Linked DNA regions of Rattus norvegicus: region 2 is linked to region 1. Evidence: chromatin contacts called from public HiChIP or PLAC-seq data. All regions are on one chromosome and are shown on one strand. The core of a region is the stretch at or near the end of the contact, and the rest is flanking DNA. Distances in the headings are between cores, read along the strand shown. Region 1 overlaps Kif5c (kinesin family member 5C). Region 2 overlaps Mmadhc (metabolism of cobalamin associated D).

Region 1 (6,956 bases), core at 1,827-4,326:
TATGTTAATGGTTAGACCTGAGGGTTTTTTAAAACCACTTTTACCTTATTCTCTTCTCCCTCATTAGCTGACTTCTTCCATAGGCTCTTTTTGGATCCCACAAGGTGCTCTTCAACAGAATGTGTTGCATTTTTGTACCCATCCATAAGAGGTGGCAAGGCCATACCTATATCTCATTTAAAATAGGGCACATATAGAGGCAGGCGATTACTACATGTTCTTTTCCCATTTTAAGTCCCCCTTAAGCTAGCAAGTTCTATCTGGGAAAACAGCTGAATGATTGTCAACTCATACCAGGGGCCTGACAACTGACACCATGACCAGTCAATCATCTCTTCTGCTCCATGTCACCTCAGAGTCTGTAACACATTATTTAATCCATCAGCTCTTTGGAGGCATCCCAAAGTCAGAAGGTAGACCCCATTCATCAAGGATGCTGCCCATTCCCACAGAGGAAAATGGTTACTCTGGGAATCTCCACCAAGATGGAGAATCTACCATATGACAGCTTGGCCTTGGTTTTATGTCCTGTCACAAATCTCATGAAAACTACAGCTACCACTTACAGCAAGAGGTCATGCCATCCCATACCACATAGGGAAAGGTATATTAGAATTCCTCTCACAGATGTTCCACCCTCACATGGATCTGCATTGGAGGAGCTATGCAACCCTCATTCCCATCTCTTTTTTGTTTTCTATCCATCCCTGACTAGGTACCATTTATGTCGTCTGATACTGTTCCTGGAGATATAACTGATGTGTTTTTATCCCAGATAAGGAACTGATGACAGACAAAAGAAATGATTACACAAAAGTCCAACTTGGTGAACCAATGAGATTCATTAGGGTTACTTATAAGAACAAGGATAACTCAAAGACACTGCCTCACTGAAAGCCCACCCCAGCTAGAACCCTGATCCTCTGCATGACTTGTAGGTAGCTCAAAGCTGCCTCACTGACAGCAAATCTCCTCTGTAGTTCTTACTATTTATCTAATATTACTGGGGTAGAAGGAATGCTTATATCTGGTCAGTTTCAGGGACTTCCTGAGACTTGTGGGTTGCTTACTTCCATAGTCTTAAGAATAGAGCTTTAAAATTTGAATGAAATGGCTCCACAACAGGTGGGCAGGAGTCTGAAGCTCAGCAGAGGCCAGAGTTAGAGGCCTAGAGAGTGAAGACCCACAGATTGTGTTTATGATCCGATGTTTTAGAATTTACAGGGTAGAGAGGGAAGTGGAAAGTGGGGACAGGTAGCCTGGCCTGAAATTGACAAGTAGGTCGTGAAAACAAGGTGACATGAGAATAAAACCTGGGTAAGAGTATGTAAGGTCACAGGGAGATAGAGACTGGGTAGTTGGTGAAGGCCAGATGGTGGTGATCTTGGGTTGCTTTAGGCAATTTGTTTGGAACTGTATGGTGAATGGCACTGGTGCTGATGTTGGTGCTGCTGATGGTGGTGGTGAAGAATGAGCTGGCAGCTGGGAGCTACATTTGATGGAAGGCAGAGATGTGAAGGATGTTGATTGAGATAGTTGCCTTTCTCTTAAAAATAGATGCCAATATCAACTTGTGGTATCCATCCAGCTAAGGGGCAGGGGTGGAGGTGCAGGTGCATCAGGAAGTTAGCTGGGGTGGGCAGAGCACTGGGCCTCTTATTTTGCAAGTAAGAATCATAGATTATCAGCAGGGAAGGAGGGGAGAAGGTCCGTAGGCCTCTGAGAATAGAGAAGGTATGAAATGGCCCTCTCAGGCAGTGTGGAGTGCTTGTTTGAGGCTCCACACTGAGTGTAGATACCCAGTTAAATATTTATCCAGCTCTCTGGTTCTGAGGGCCCTAGAGATAGCTCCTTTTCTTGACAATGCTTGGGCAACCCAAATGAGGACTTGTTCGAATGTATCCACCAGATGGCGCTGTGAGGGCATTGCTGAATCTTCATTTATTAGACTTCAACCATTTGTCTGTGATGTGTGCCCTACCCCCTGCCCCCCACCCCGTGTGTGTGTGTGTGTGTGTGTGTGTGTAGGGGATATTTATCTATCTACATATATATAGAGGGGTATATCTATTTATTTCTCTTATGTTTAACTGTTACATTTTCTCCAACATAAAAACTAAAAGAATATTTCTAAGAAATACAATTCTCAGAGGTCCCCAACATTGGTTGAATTTATTTTATTATAATATTTAAATATTTATAAATTTAAAATAATATACACTCCCTGTTCTTACATATTTAACACAGCCATAAAGTCAAAACAAATTTTAAAATTATATTAAAACAAAACCACAAGTCAGAAATTCAAACCACTTAACCGTATCATAATTTAATAAGAGTTGAATTGATTTTTCATCGAAAATAAACAGAAAAGTGCAATGTGGCCGAGTGCTGCTGCTGCACGTCTGATGTGCCCTCATTTGCACGTGCCTTGACCAGACCAAAGGGGTCACACTCCTTTGTTAGACTCACGCCACGTCTCTTGTGTCTGCACTGCATTGTTTTCCTGCTGAGTGGCTAACTTGGAGACAAGTTGAGTATGAAGCAGTCGGAGTATGGGGATGTAACCACTGGTAAAATGTCTGTGCCATTTTAGAAGCCATGGTGGGATTGTACAGGGATTCGTTTAGTGAGTGGCACATATATTTAATGAAGCAAACAAGTGTTTTCTCCTGCTCTGTGTTCATGTTTTGAGACATAAGGAAAGTGTTCCGATAGCCCCTTCCACTGCCTGACAGGATCCCCTGGTTAACCTGGCCCCCGGGGGAGCCTGTGACCTGGGCTGTCATGTTGTGACCCTCGTCCGTGCTCCACATGGCTTTACCCTATCATTGGAGGATAGCTGTCCTGTTTAGGTCCTACTTCCTCAGGATCTCTCTCTAATGTGAATAAGATAAATAATCGTGAATTATTGGTGTGAATCGCACCTTTAAATTCCTGGGTAACTGGATGGGAGTAGACGTGTAACGAAGCTCTACCCGTGCTCACTGCTGTCTGCTGTCTCAGTAGTCATGTGACTCAGCCTGGAATCCTGACTGCTGGGCTGCCTGGCCGATGCACCTCTGCTCCAGTACGGACCTTGGCTCCACGCCCATGGAGCCCTAGCCAGTGGGATGCACCACACACCGCTTTCTACTCTCCTCACAGTAAGCCCGGCTCATGCAGGGGAGGTTCCAGCTGTGCAGCAGAGAGAGGAGAGTCGGTGTTTCTAACGCAGGCCTCTCCTGCGTCTCCTCAGCTCCCAGTGCCCACACCCTTCATCATTTTCACATACTTGAAGCTGGAGCCATAAACTTCTGGCCCAGTTATGGTATGGGCATGTCTCCCTTTGATCAGAAGACGTTCCAACCTCCTCAGAACCCCTGACTTCTCCACCGCTTCCTTTCCTTCGTCCAGGCAGAATGGAATTTCCTCTCTAAGCACTTGGCTACTCCGGCATCAGAGCCCTTCCTTTCAGGTCTTCGGCTGTGCACTGAGCTCCCAAGAGGCTGCTCACTCACTCTGCCCTTGTCTGCCTCGGGCCCTCCTGTTTTTTCATCTGCGACTTCTTGTCTTAATCACCCAAATCCCATTTGTCTTGCACCATTGTTAGGGTGACCCCTCACTGTGTCCCTTTCCTGGTTCTGACACTCAGTCACAAGTAACTCATCTTGTGTCTCCTCAAGATGCTTGCTAGCTGTTTTCAGCAGAGATGTGGTCACACTGCATGGAGGGTGGGCCAACGCGGCTGTCATCTTAGCCCTTGACACTGGTCTGACTGATGGCATGCAGGGATCCTCCAGACAGGTGCAGCCCACCTCTGAACCTCCAGACCAGATATTGCTGATCCAAAGTCCTTGCCACTAGCAACTAGACGATCACAAACTTCATTCATTCAAGGATCCCACTACAGGCAGAAACAACGACCAGATTCCAACCGACCGAGGTGGGGCTGGATCCCTTTGGTCTGAGACTGGTTCTTACTCTGTGGCCAAGTCACTTTGTCTTTGTGCCTCTGTGTAGTTCTACTTACAGGTCCATTGAGGATCAAGCGTGTCAGTGTGAATCTGTGGTCTGTGGGCCTAGACCAGGCATTTACAAGTCTCCTAACTAGAGTAAAAGCGCAGATTTTTAGGGTAAAAGTGCAGGTTCCACAGGCAGCCTTGGGGACCTAGGCTGGACCACCTTCCCAGGATAGCAGGCAAAGAGATGGGTAACGGTAAAAGTCAGAGCTGCCACATTAGGAAAGGGAACAAATTGGGTCCTGTGGACTCCAAGTCTGTCTCAGGGTGCTTGGCATAAGTTGTAACTGGGGCAGGAGGCAGGAGGTGTATGCAGAGTTGGGCAGTCCTGGTCCAGTGTGGTCTGGTTATCTACTTGTCTCCACTCTGGTTCTGGAGGGAGGACTGCAGAAGCCCTTATTGCTGGCGGGGCCAGTGTTTCTCAGGAGATGGTTACTTCTATTTCAGGTCACAGGCATCTTTACCCTCGTGGGTAATTGCCTTCATATAGGAATAGGGGTCCAGGGTCACAGTGCTGCAGGGTAGGAAGTTAGGGGTTAAGGGAATTATTGTGAGGGTTTTCCTCTTCTCGAAACTCCATTAGGATAATGACGTCACTGTTCCTTTAGCCTTGAAAGGGATGAGCTAGATTAGACCGAGCTCTGTGAGCAGCTAACGTGCCAAACTGAAGAGGTATGCAGAGGACCCAGAAGAAAGCAGGAAGGCACAAAAGACCCGGATGCCATGTTTTCATCCGGCTTTCCAGTTCCCCCATGGGCCCACGGGAAAGTCAGGGGTTGTTAGCAGAAGCAGCCTCTGTTCTCATTTCTGTGAGTGCTGTTTCTGCACATGCTCATACCACCTAGCCAGGGCTGCTTATTCTGCGTTCCACAGAGAAGGGCCAAACGAAGGTGGGCCTGAGACCAGGAACTTGGAGCTTCTGTGTGACTGTTCTTCAAGTTTCGACTTTAGGTACCCTGTGTATCCGTAAAGAGGATCAGTGACAATCAGAGGGCTTTAGTATCTATTTGTCATATGTACCATATAAACTTTTAAAACTAAAACATTAAATGAGTGATTCATTTAAATAAATTACCATAAGTGACTTTTTCTTTTAAAAAAAGGTTTTATTTTTAATTTTTGTGTATGTCTACGTGTGGGAAAGTACACATGAGTACACATCCCTCCAGAGGCCAGAAGAGGACTTAAGAATTACAGAAGGGCATGAACTGACTTATGTGGGCGTTGGAACTGAACTCAGGTCTTCTGCAAGTACAGTATGTGGTCTCAACCACTGAACCATCTCTGTAGCCCTTTTACTGCATAAACAATTTGTTTTTGTTTAATTATGTATTTGTGTGTCTTTGTGTGGGTGTGGGCATATGAGTTCAGGCATAAATGGCATTTTTAAGGAAAGATTAGTTTTTTTAAAACCCTTAACTAATTGGCATCACTTTACATTTTCGTAGACCCCCTTGTCTGCTTTAATGGGTAGGGGCTACTTCTCCGAGCAGCCTCTGCGTCTGTTTCTCTGCATGGCCTTGGCTGGAGTACATGGAGAGAGCAGCCGTCCTCATCACGTCAAAGAAGATTTCTTGGCTGTCACACAAGGGTCCTTATGTAGGGTCTGATAAGACAATGTGGAAGGAGTTGAAGGAAACCCAGACAAGAAATTAGCAAAAATTCAACAGTACTAATCTTACAGTAGTTGTGAGGCTAGGGCCTAAGAAAAGTAGTGTGTCTGTAGGCACCAGGACAGAGGGACCTGAGGTGGGCAGTGCTGGTGGCCTGGAGATTACCACCCAGAACTCAGAAGGAGACTCTGTGGCACCAGGAAGACCTTGCTTCAGTAGTCTGGGTTATGCATTTCTCCTAGTCAAAAATGCGGAACGGTTCCTTCGTGGCAGATTGCATCACCGCGATAAGCAAAGAAGGCAACTGGCAATTCTTATAAATGGGGATTGGACTGTAGAAAAGCAAAGGGAAAGATAAAACTATGTACCGTTTGGATTAAGCTTAAATCTACTGCAAGCAATTTCAAAAGCCAAAGCTGAGGGCTGGAGTCTAAATACTTCTTGCAAACCCTTATGTGCATAATTGCCGCTTTCTTCAGCCTTCTGCACCCTTTCTAAAGCAGGGTGATCTTATTTCCTCCTAAATCTGGCCACACGTTCCCCCTCTGATCTGCGGCCTCATGTTGGCAGAGCCTTGTCCACTGCCCGGTCCCTTGGTCTGATCCCTTGCTGCTGTTGGGTGACTGAGCCTCTTTTCTACAGGCCTGGAGAGAAGGTCCGAGGAAGCAGATGTTAAGCTCTCAGATTCCCTGGCCTTCTGGGATAGAAACAGGGGAGTATGGATGGGTGTTTTATTTTTAACCTTCAACATTTCCCATTTCCTTCCATTTTCTCTGGTGCATTCGTCAAAGGAGATGGACATCCGGGTAGGAGGAGGCTGGATAGATATATTCTAACTGACCCAAAACAATCTGAAAATGGGAGGAGAGGGGAAGAACACTTCATTGTAGGGAAGGAAGAGCCCCATCTCGGCTTCTGCCTTTTCATTCAGCGGCCTGTCACAATCCACCTCTCACAGCCCCTGAAGTCACTAAAGTAGCCTCCTTTGTGGCCCCTATTTCTTTCAAGCTGTCAGCCCAGTCATGCTGGAACTCATACGTGGGGGCAGTGGGGAAGTTGAATACCATCTTTCTCGTGGAAATCTCCTCACTTCATGGTCTGCTGGAGTTACTGAGGCCACAGCATTTGTGTGCTAAATGCTCCTGTGTCAACATGAGTTGCCTGTAGTCATTGCTGCAGCCATAATGTTAGGTATGCAGCCAGCACCTCCCTGCCTGCAGGCACACTTCTGCCCAGGGGATAAGGTGTGGGGAACAAACCCGTAGGTGAAGTAGGATATCAGTGCGGCTTCAAAAGCCTTCCTGTTGGTTTTCAGCTCAAGGTGGATTGTAAGTGACTCCAT
Region 2 (7,576 bases), core at 852-3,351, 530 kb after region 1:
CAACACTCTTCTAAAAATATTGCTGATTTTAATTTTGAGTCTCTTAGTCACAGGAGAGATGCTAGCAGTCAATGGGCAGGAACAAAGAACACCCAAGGGCAAAATCCCCAGCCAAACTCATGCAGAGCCAGGGAGGTGATCTTTATGCTCAAAGCACCTGTTTTCCATGTACTCAACCCTGACGCACCTTTCAGTTTCCCTAAGTATTACTATTTCAAAACAATGTTCAGCATCTCCAAGTTTTTCATGATCTTATTATTGAATATAACTTCTGTTTGAATAGCGACCATTGTCATTCATATAAGGTCAACAGAGTTAGCAAAATAGAAGATAGTGGAATAATTCTACATTTCAGAACCAGATAACATATTTAGGAGCCAGGCAGCATATTTCAGGAGATACTGTATTTTAACTCTGTTGAAAAAACAAAACAAGAACAAAATCCCAGTGCAACAATTATAACCTATTGGCTGAGCTGACCTGGGCTAAAGGGAGCTCTCCCGACACCTAGCTATTAGATTACTATAGTCCAGGACAAAGGTCCAGTTTGACCCCATTTAATCTCCAAGTATGATTCTGAACCATTCTTAAGTTTACTAAACATTTATGTCAAGCATTAGCAAACATGAATTCAGTCAAGCAATCTTCCAGTGACAAAACGCCTGTGACAATGATGGCTTTATGTCATTCAAGACCACTCAAGCTACAATTTTAGCAAAATGGTCTATACAGTTACAAAATAGGGCAGAGATTTAAACCAGAGTCTAACAAGCTTAATGACTATTTTTGTATTGATAAAGGGTCACAAAATCTTTCTGCACAATGTAAGCAGTAACTTAAATGTACGTAACCATATATAAAGCCAAATTAAAGTGGTTAGAACATTTTATACTGAACAAAGAGATCAAAGCAGACCCAAACACCACGATCTTACACTGTATCACATTTTACTTATATTACTACAGTAAAAAAATTTTTATGGTACAGGAGAGCAAAGTGCTTTTTTTTTTATTACTATTACTTTATATGAATACACTAAAGACTGTGAACATGTCCAGCATCCACAGAGTTAACAAAATAGAAGGAACTGTGGTCTGTTCCCAGGGGAATCCACAAGGATAACAGCATTGGGAATCCTGGCAGAGAATAATTTAACTATCTAAAGGCTATGAGGGTCTTGGGAATCTTATAAAATATTTACAAGCATTAGTCATGTCTTAGAGACAAAAAAAAAAATAAAGCATGTCCAGTACACACTGTAAGTAACATTTGAATGTTTTACAAATTTGATATTTTAATATCAGCATCAGTGCATAAAAGAAACTCCTAATTTGGTTTTAAAATTCTATGAGTTAACTGTAAAGCTTAAGAGTCTTTGGAAGAAGTGAATTAGTTAAAGTTCCTTTGCTGGAACTAGAATTTTTAAAACGTTTCTATCATGGTTTAAAGAACAGATTTGGTTGCACTTTAAGCCCCTTTTAATTACACCATTATATCAAAATAAAGTGCATGCAAGTTTGCACAATTAAGCAGACACCCAAATTTAGAAAAGAGAACATTACCAACATCCCAGAACCCTTTTTCTGTTTTGTGCTAGTTAGTTTCGTCTATGGAAAACAACATTAGCACGCTGGTCACTGTAAAGAAGGAAAGGTTCCGTTGGGCAGTGAGAGCCAGCTCGGTGGTCCATCTGTACGGCTTTTAGCAGTGCTGTCTATCATGGGGTCAAGGGACACAGGGAGTTCATTTTTCACGTGGCCAGAGGTAGAGATGAAGGGGCCATGCCCCCAGTGACTTAACTTCTTTCACTAGGACTTGCCTCGGAAAGGTTCTACCAGCTACAGTGAGCCTTTAAATTTACAGGAGCCTTGCGTATACTCTAGATCCACTGCCTCCCCTTCCTGGGTATCCGCTGCCTCGGCACCGGCTGCTGCTCTGGAATTCTCTCATGTCTTTTCTTCCCCTTCGTTGCTAGAGACATACACATTTCTGCATTGTTTTACTTATCGTGGTGTTTATGTGAGTTGGCCATGCAGACTCATTCCGCCCAGTGCTGATGGGTATGCAGCTGTACGAGAGCTGGAGACTTACGTAATGAAAGCACCAACATAGCTGTCAGAGTACACGCAGTTAGTCTGCTGGGGCATGGCTCGCCCCCGAGTGTAACTCAGTTTTGGTATCACTTTTCATTTTAGCCATTCTGGAGATATGTAATACAGTACTGTGGATTTAATTGTATTCCTGATGATTTATGGAGCAGCCCACATATTGGCCATTTGGTTATCTTTCTTTGTAAAATTTTTACTGTTGTTTTTGCTTACCAATTTTAGGGCTTCTTTGTTATTATGAACACCAATCTTTTGTTTGCTATGTATACTGCTCAACCTGTGTGTACATGTGTGTGTGTAACCTTCAACTCTCAGTTGTGTGTTCTTCATGGTTTTTGATCAAAGCCTTATTTTATTACAATCAGATTTATCAAATTTCCCTTGCACTATTGTTGCATAGAATTTTTTTTTTTGGCCTATTTTTAAGTTCACAAAAGTAATCATGAAAGCCTTACTTGTTCATGTGTAGACCTACAATGTATTTGGAAGTAATCTGTGTGCATGGTGGAAGGTACATGTGACGACCTATCCTTTCCTCTATCTGCTAGCCTACAGCACTCCCCGAAAAAAACCATCCTTCTCACCATTCTACTACGTTAGCCATCAATGAACCAAGTAGCTCCTGTGCTCTCTGAGGGAGTGAGGATGTGGTATGAGATGATGATAACCTCCAGGAGTGATTTGGAGCAAACTGCTTGAAGCCTTATTTTCAGTCCTTATAACTGGTATAACTTACAGATGTACTACTGACATCAAGAAAGGAGACAGAAAACTTTCTAAAGTTTAAAATATCCAACTGTGAAGAAAGGGGGTTCAGTGCTGTTTTAGTACAAAATTGAGTTTTATTTTTCAGATATGAGAAGTAAAATTTAAGACCAACCAAAACCAAAACCTCAAAAAATTGTTTTTTTTTTTGTATAGAGCAAAATTATATGTTAATCAAGGACTATGCATTATAAGAGAAAGAAAAGATAAAGTTCAAAATAATGTACAGTTGACCAATTACTATCCAACATAGGGTAGGAGAAAAGATCAGCAAGGGGTATAGTGGCCGGGAAGGTTAAATACTGTGGAAGTCCGTGAACTGATTCGGATATGATAAGGTCGTTCTTAATGTAAAATCCTAGAGCTCTCATTTTGTATTTGTCTTTAATACAGTCAATCCATAGCATTCTCCTCTTACTTCCTTAAACACCCTTCACCCACTATTGCTGTATTTTAGAACACAGTAATAGTTCAACACCTATGCCCAGAAAGCTGAAAGCTAAAACAAAACAAAACACTGATGCTCAAACCTCCTTGGGTTAATGATTAATCTGTCAATGTGGAGGCAAATTATGAAATAGTATCTTAGGGTAACTCAACTACATAGCTGGAGCTGTGGTATAAGGTTCTCGAGATCAGGCAGAGCTGTGAGATACGCTGTTATACTTAGCTATGCCTGACTACAACAAGGAAAGCGCTGTCCCTTAATACAATTATGCTGTGTTTGGAAAATTTTGTTCCCATCAGGGGTTTGCAACTCTATCTAAGCAGAGGCCAGGGTGACGCTCAACAAACCATACACTGTATTGCACGGGTCCCCAGTAAAGAGGCGCCTTCAAAGTGTAAGCAGTATAGCGGTGGGCACGCTCTACTTGAAACAATAACAGGATCAGCCCTGAGAGAAAAGCACTTTCATTCAAGTATGAGGATTCAGTCAGTGTTCAAAGTGATAGAAGGCCAACAAAGACAAACATGCTTTAAACTTGAAGTGAGAGAACTTCTGTTTGAAGTGCAGCATCCTACAGTTGAATTTTCAGTTATGTATTAATTAAAATTGTAAAGATATATATTTTAGTAAACTTTAAAAGGCATTTGAAGCATGCAGAGTACAATTCCTGTTTGTTTACTAAATTCCCCAACCCTTCAGACACTTAGTAGACCTAGTGTTTGCCATTAAGAGTGAATAGACATCTATAAATAAAAGAATCACAGCTATGTTCCTGTGCTAGGTCTTAGGTTAGCTGTGCTACATTTAGTCAGGTAATATTAAACATTTCATGTTCGTGTGGCCTTGTGTGAGATGAAATGGATACCTGAAGCATTTTCCTACATTACAGTACCGAAGAACTAACCGTTTCCTACTGTTAGCATCAACACGTCATTTATTGGTATAAGCCTCAGTGACGGAAGATGATTCATTTAGACTTTATTCCATGTAATAAGTGCTGCAGAGTAACAGAGAATGAGACACCTCTGGAGTGATGAAGTTAGGGATGTGACTGGAGCCCGGGTATCAATTTACCTGAAAATAAATTATATTTAACTGTCTCAACTACAGGGTAAAGAATTGGTTTTAGTCTAAGAATGAAACTGACACACTTTTATACATAAAAGATGTACTACTTTTACTATTATTTTTCCTGATAACATCGTTTCAAAGTAATAAACTAGGGTCAGTTTGATTAGCAGTTAAAAAATATTAGAAGGCTAAAGTCTTCAGTGAATCCAGAATTATGAATGGTACTAAAAACAACTTAAAATTTAATATTGTAGCTTCTTTAACATGCTAAATGGCTGCAGTATTTAAGCTATTGCAATGAAAAGACACAAGCAGTCATAGACAAATGTATGATTTATTTTTGGAAAAAATAATTAAAATTTTCCCAATAAAGGGGAGAATTAACACTAAAAGACCACACATACCCTGGTTACAAGTTGATGATCTCATTTTTCATAATATGGATGTGTTCAATGTTCCAGAATATGAACTAGCATTTGCAATTTTGAAACCCCAAGTCACCTGTCCCTGTAAACCCATAAATGATGAAATAAATACCTAGAAACAAGAATCGTCTAGAAGCTGCGGTCCATGATAGAGCAATCCGTTGCGGACAGACAGTGCTGCAATTGTCACAGTGTCACCTGCTAGTCCCCACTGAGCTTCCTCATGATATGGCTGTCTGCTGTTGCATTAGTGAAGATACTTCCCACAACCACATGAGTGCCCCAGAGACCATGACGGATCACCTTACAGCAGCCAAGGTCATCAACAGAGAATCCTAAATGCCGGTACCGTTCATCTGTTTCAAAAAGTGTGTTGTTTGTATATGGTCCAAAAAACTGGAGGAAATAAGAAATGAAGTAATGTCTTCATTAGAAAGATACTGTAAGAAAATTTATGTGAATGCAAATGTTCATCTGTTTCAATGTATTTTTTAGCTAATAAAAAGTGACCTGCAAACCCAAACTATTCTAACCCACCCTTCCCAGTTCTTATGCATGCTGGAAATGGAAAATGCATCATTTAGTAAATTTCAAGCTTCCTAGAAGTGGATGTATAGCATTATACAAACCTTAAAGATAATGAAATATGAAAGGGAACTAAAGGAAGATAAAGTCTTTTAGTCTACATGACACTGTACTTGACTGAGTATGTACTTCAGAAAGTATGTATTTCTATCTTAAAATTAAAAAATAAATTTATTACTTCTTGTGATTGAAGTACATAACCACAACTGTATATAAACTTCCAAAAAGTCACTTCTCTAATTTTTTGCACTTTATATTTTCTTAACTTCAACTTATTTTAGTCCTTTAAGGAACTAGACTAGACCACAGTTCTTTCTAAGCTTCAGCTTACAGAGTAAACACACACACACACACACACACACACACACACACACACCTCATTAACAAAAACAATGCTGTATATGTCTCCTATAATAGTGAAACCAATGGACTTATTTCCTATACTTTGGATAATATTTTGAGTTGTAAAAAGTCTAGATGGATTGGCCAAAACATTTACAATTTTTTAATAAGTTATAATTTTATAATAAGAACTGCATCTACTCCATATAATATGGCTTTCAAAATATATATACTTACTGCCAAACCAGACGACGGGTCAATGAAGTCAGCCCAGTATCCTTCAGCCCGAAGAGCATAGCAAATTTCCTTAGCACCATTAATGAACTGCAGGGAAAGGGTGAAGTCAACGCTCAACCCAGCATCACTTACATTGGTTTATATTTCTTAAAATAAAATGCTAAATGAGTATCTTTTGCTTCAAAGAAAACTATCAGATTAATAAGACCCTAAATGTTGTACTTTTCTTCAAATTTCTTTTATTAACTCATATGTCCTAAATTTCAAACTATAGCTTATTTTTTTTATATGATTAAGATCACAAATAAGCAAAAAGTAAAAAAAAAAAAAAAAAGAAAAAAAAAAAAAAGAAAAGAGCTAAGCTAAGCTATCTACTGGTTAATAGAGGGTGTGAAAGAGGGCTGGAAAGCTGGTCCTATGGTTAAATGCTGCTCTTCCAGACGACCTCCATTTGACTCTTAGCTCCCACACGTCAGCTTACAACTGTCTAACGTGCCAGATGCCAGTTCTAGCAAATCTGACTTCCTCTTCTGGCTTCCGTGGGCACTAAGCACAGACATAAATGTAGCCAAAACACCCATAAATAAATAAAGCTGTAAAAGATTCAATTATTGTGTGTCCTTTAAATGTATCCATCCACCCATATAGCCACAAAATATTTCTGAAAAGGCAATTAAAAATCTATTAAAAAGGGACTGTGACAGTTCAATCATGGAGTTTGCCCAGGGCCCTAGGATAAACCACTAGCATATTACATAAAATAAAATAGAAAAACCTGAAGAGACGAGTAGTTGGAGCAGAGGAATAAATGCATAGATATTGTGTATACATGTGAACACTCCATGTTCAGAGCAGGATGTTGATCTTACTATCTTGATTCTATGGCGTACTTGCCAACCAGAACTGTAAGTAGTGAAAAGCTGAAGCTAGACTATCCTGCTGACAAAAAGCACAACGAATGTCTAAAACCAAAGAACATGCCTTTAACTCTGGTTGGAACAGAGACCAAAGCTCTATAGCCTGTTGAAAGCTATAGACTGATCAAAATATGCAAGGCAACTATTCTTATGTTTCAGAAGTCTTGCTGTTTGAGAAAATAGGAGCAAATGTCTACCTTTATCTCTGGATACATATTTAAAAGCATGAAGCGCATGCGAGATTTTGGCAACCTGATTCAAGCTAGGGTCTCCTAGGAGGAGGATGAGAAAATGTCTCCCTTAGATTAGCCTGCAGGCAAGTTTGTGGGGGCTTTTCTTGATTAATCACACACATGGAGGATTCAGCCTATTACGGATGGTGCCACCCCTATAGAGGTGGGCTTGGGTTAAGTAAGCGGGCTGCACAAGACCTGGAAAGCAAGCCAGGAAGCAGTGTTTCTCCATGGTGTCTGCTTCAGTCCCAGCCTCTAGGTTCCTGCTTTAAATCTCTGCCCCGACTTCCCTCAGTGATCACCTGTGATCAGGACATGTAAGCTACATAAACTCTTTTCTCCCCAGTTGGGTTGGTGTTAATTGCAGCAACAGACAGTAATCTAGGACACAGTGGAGTCCAAGCAAAGTGGTGATGTCACTGAGTTTAGGAGGCAAAACAGTGAG

The links. HiChIP or PLAC-seq counts read pairs in DNA pulled down with a chosen protein or histone mark.
Region 2: a contact with region 1 is called in an H3K27ac HiChIP or PLAC-seq map of oligodendrocytes, with 19 times the contacts expected there. The contact joins two enhancer-like sites. A contact is called at or near these places in 10 of 12 Hi-C or Micro-C datasets (the A7r5 cell line, Schwann cells, frontal cortex and 6 more) and 1 of 1 datasets of contacts at active chromatin or transcription factors (oligodendrocytes).

What each region holds. Positions count from the first base shown.
Region 1 is chr3:54,582,740-54,589,695 of GRCr8, forward strand. The region is part of intron 25 of Kif5c (kinesin family member 5C); the gene reads left to right. Among named protein-coding and RNA genes, the nearest start is that of Lypd6b, 22 kb to the right of the region's middle. Within about 2 kb of position 3,077, at least 6 of the 93 cell types and tissues checked have an H3K27ac peak or open chromatin away from gene starts, as enhancers often do.
Region 2 is chr3:55,113,125-55,120,700 of GRCr8, forward strand. It overlaps Mmadhc (metabolism of cobalamin associated D), which reads right to left. Exons shown (of 8, transcript NM_001004280.1): 7 at 5,982-6,068; 8 at 4,708-5,213. The coding sequence ends at 5,019. Among named protein-coding and RNA genes, the nearest start is that of Mmadhc, 19 kb to the right of the region's middle. Within about 2 kb of position 2,102, at least 2 of the 93 cell types and tissues checked have an H3K27ac peak or open chromatin away from gene starts, as enhancers often do.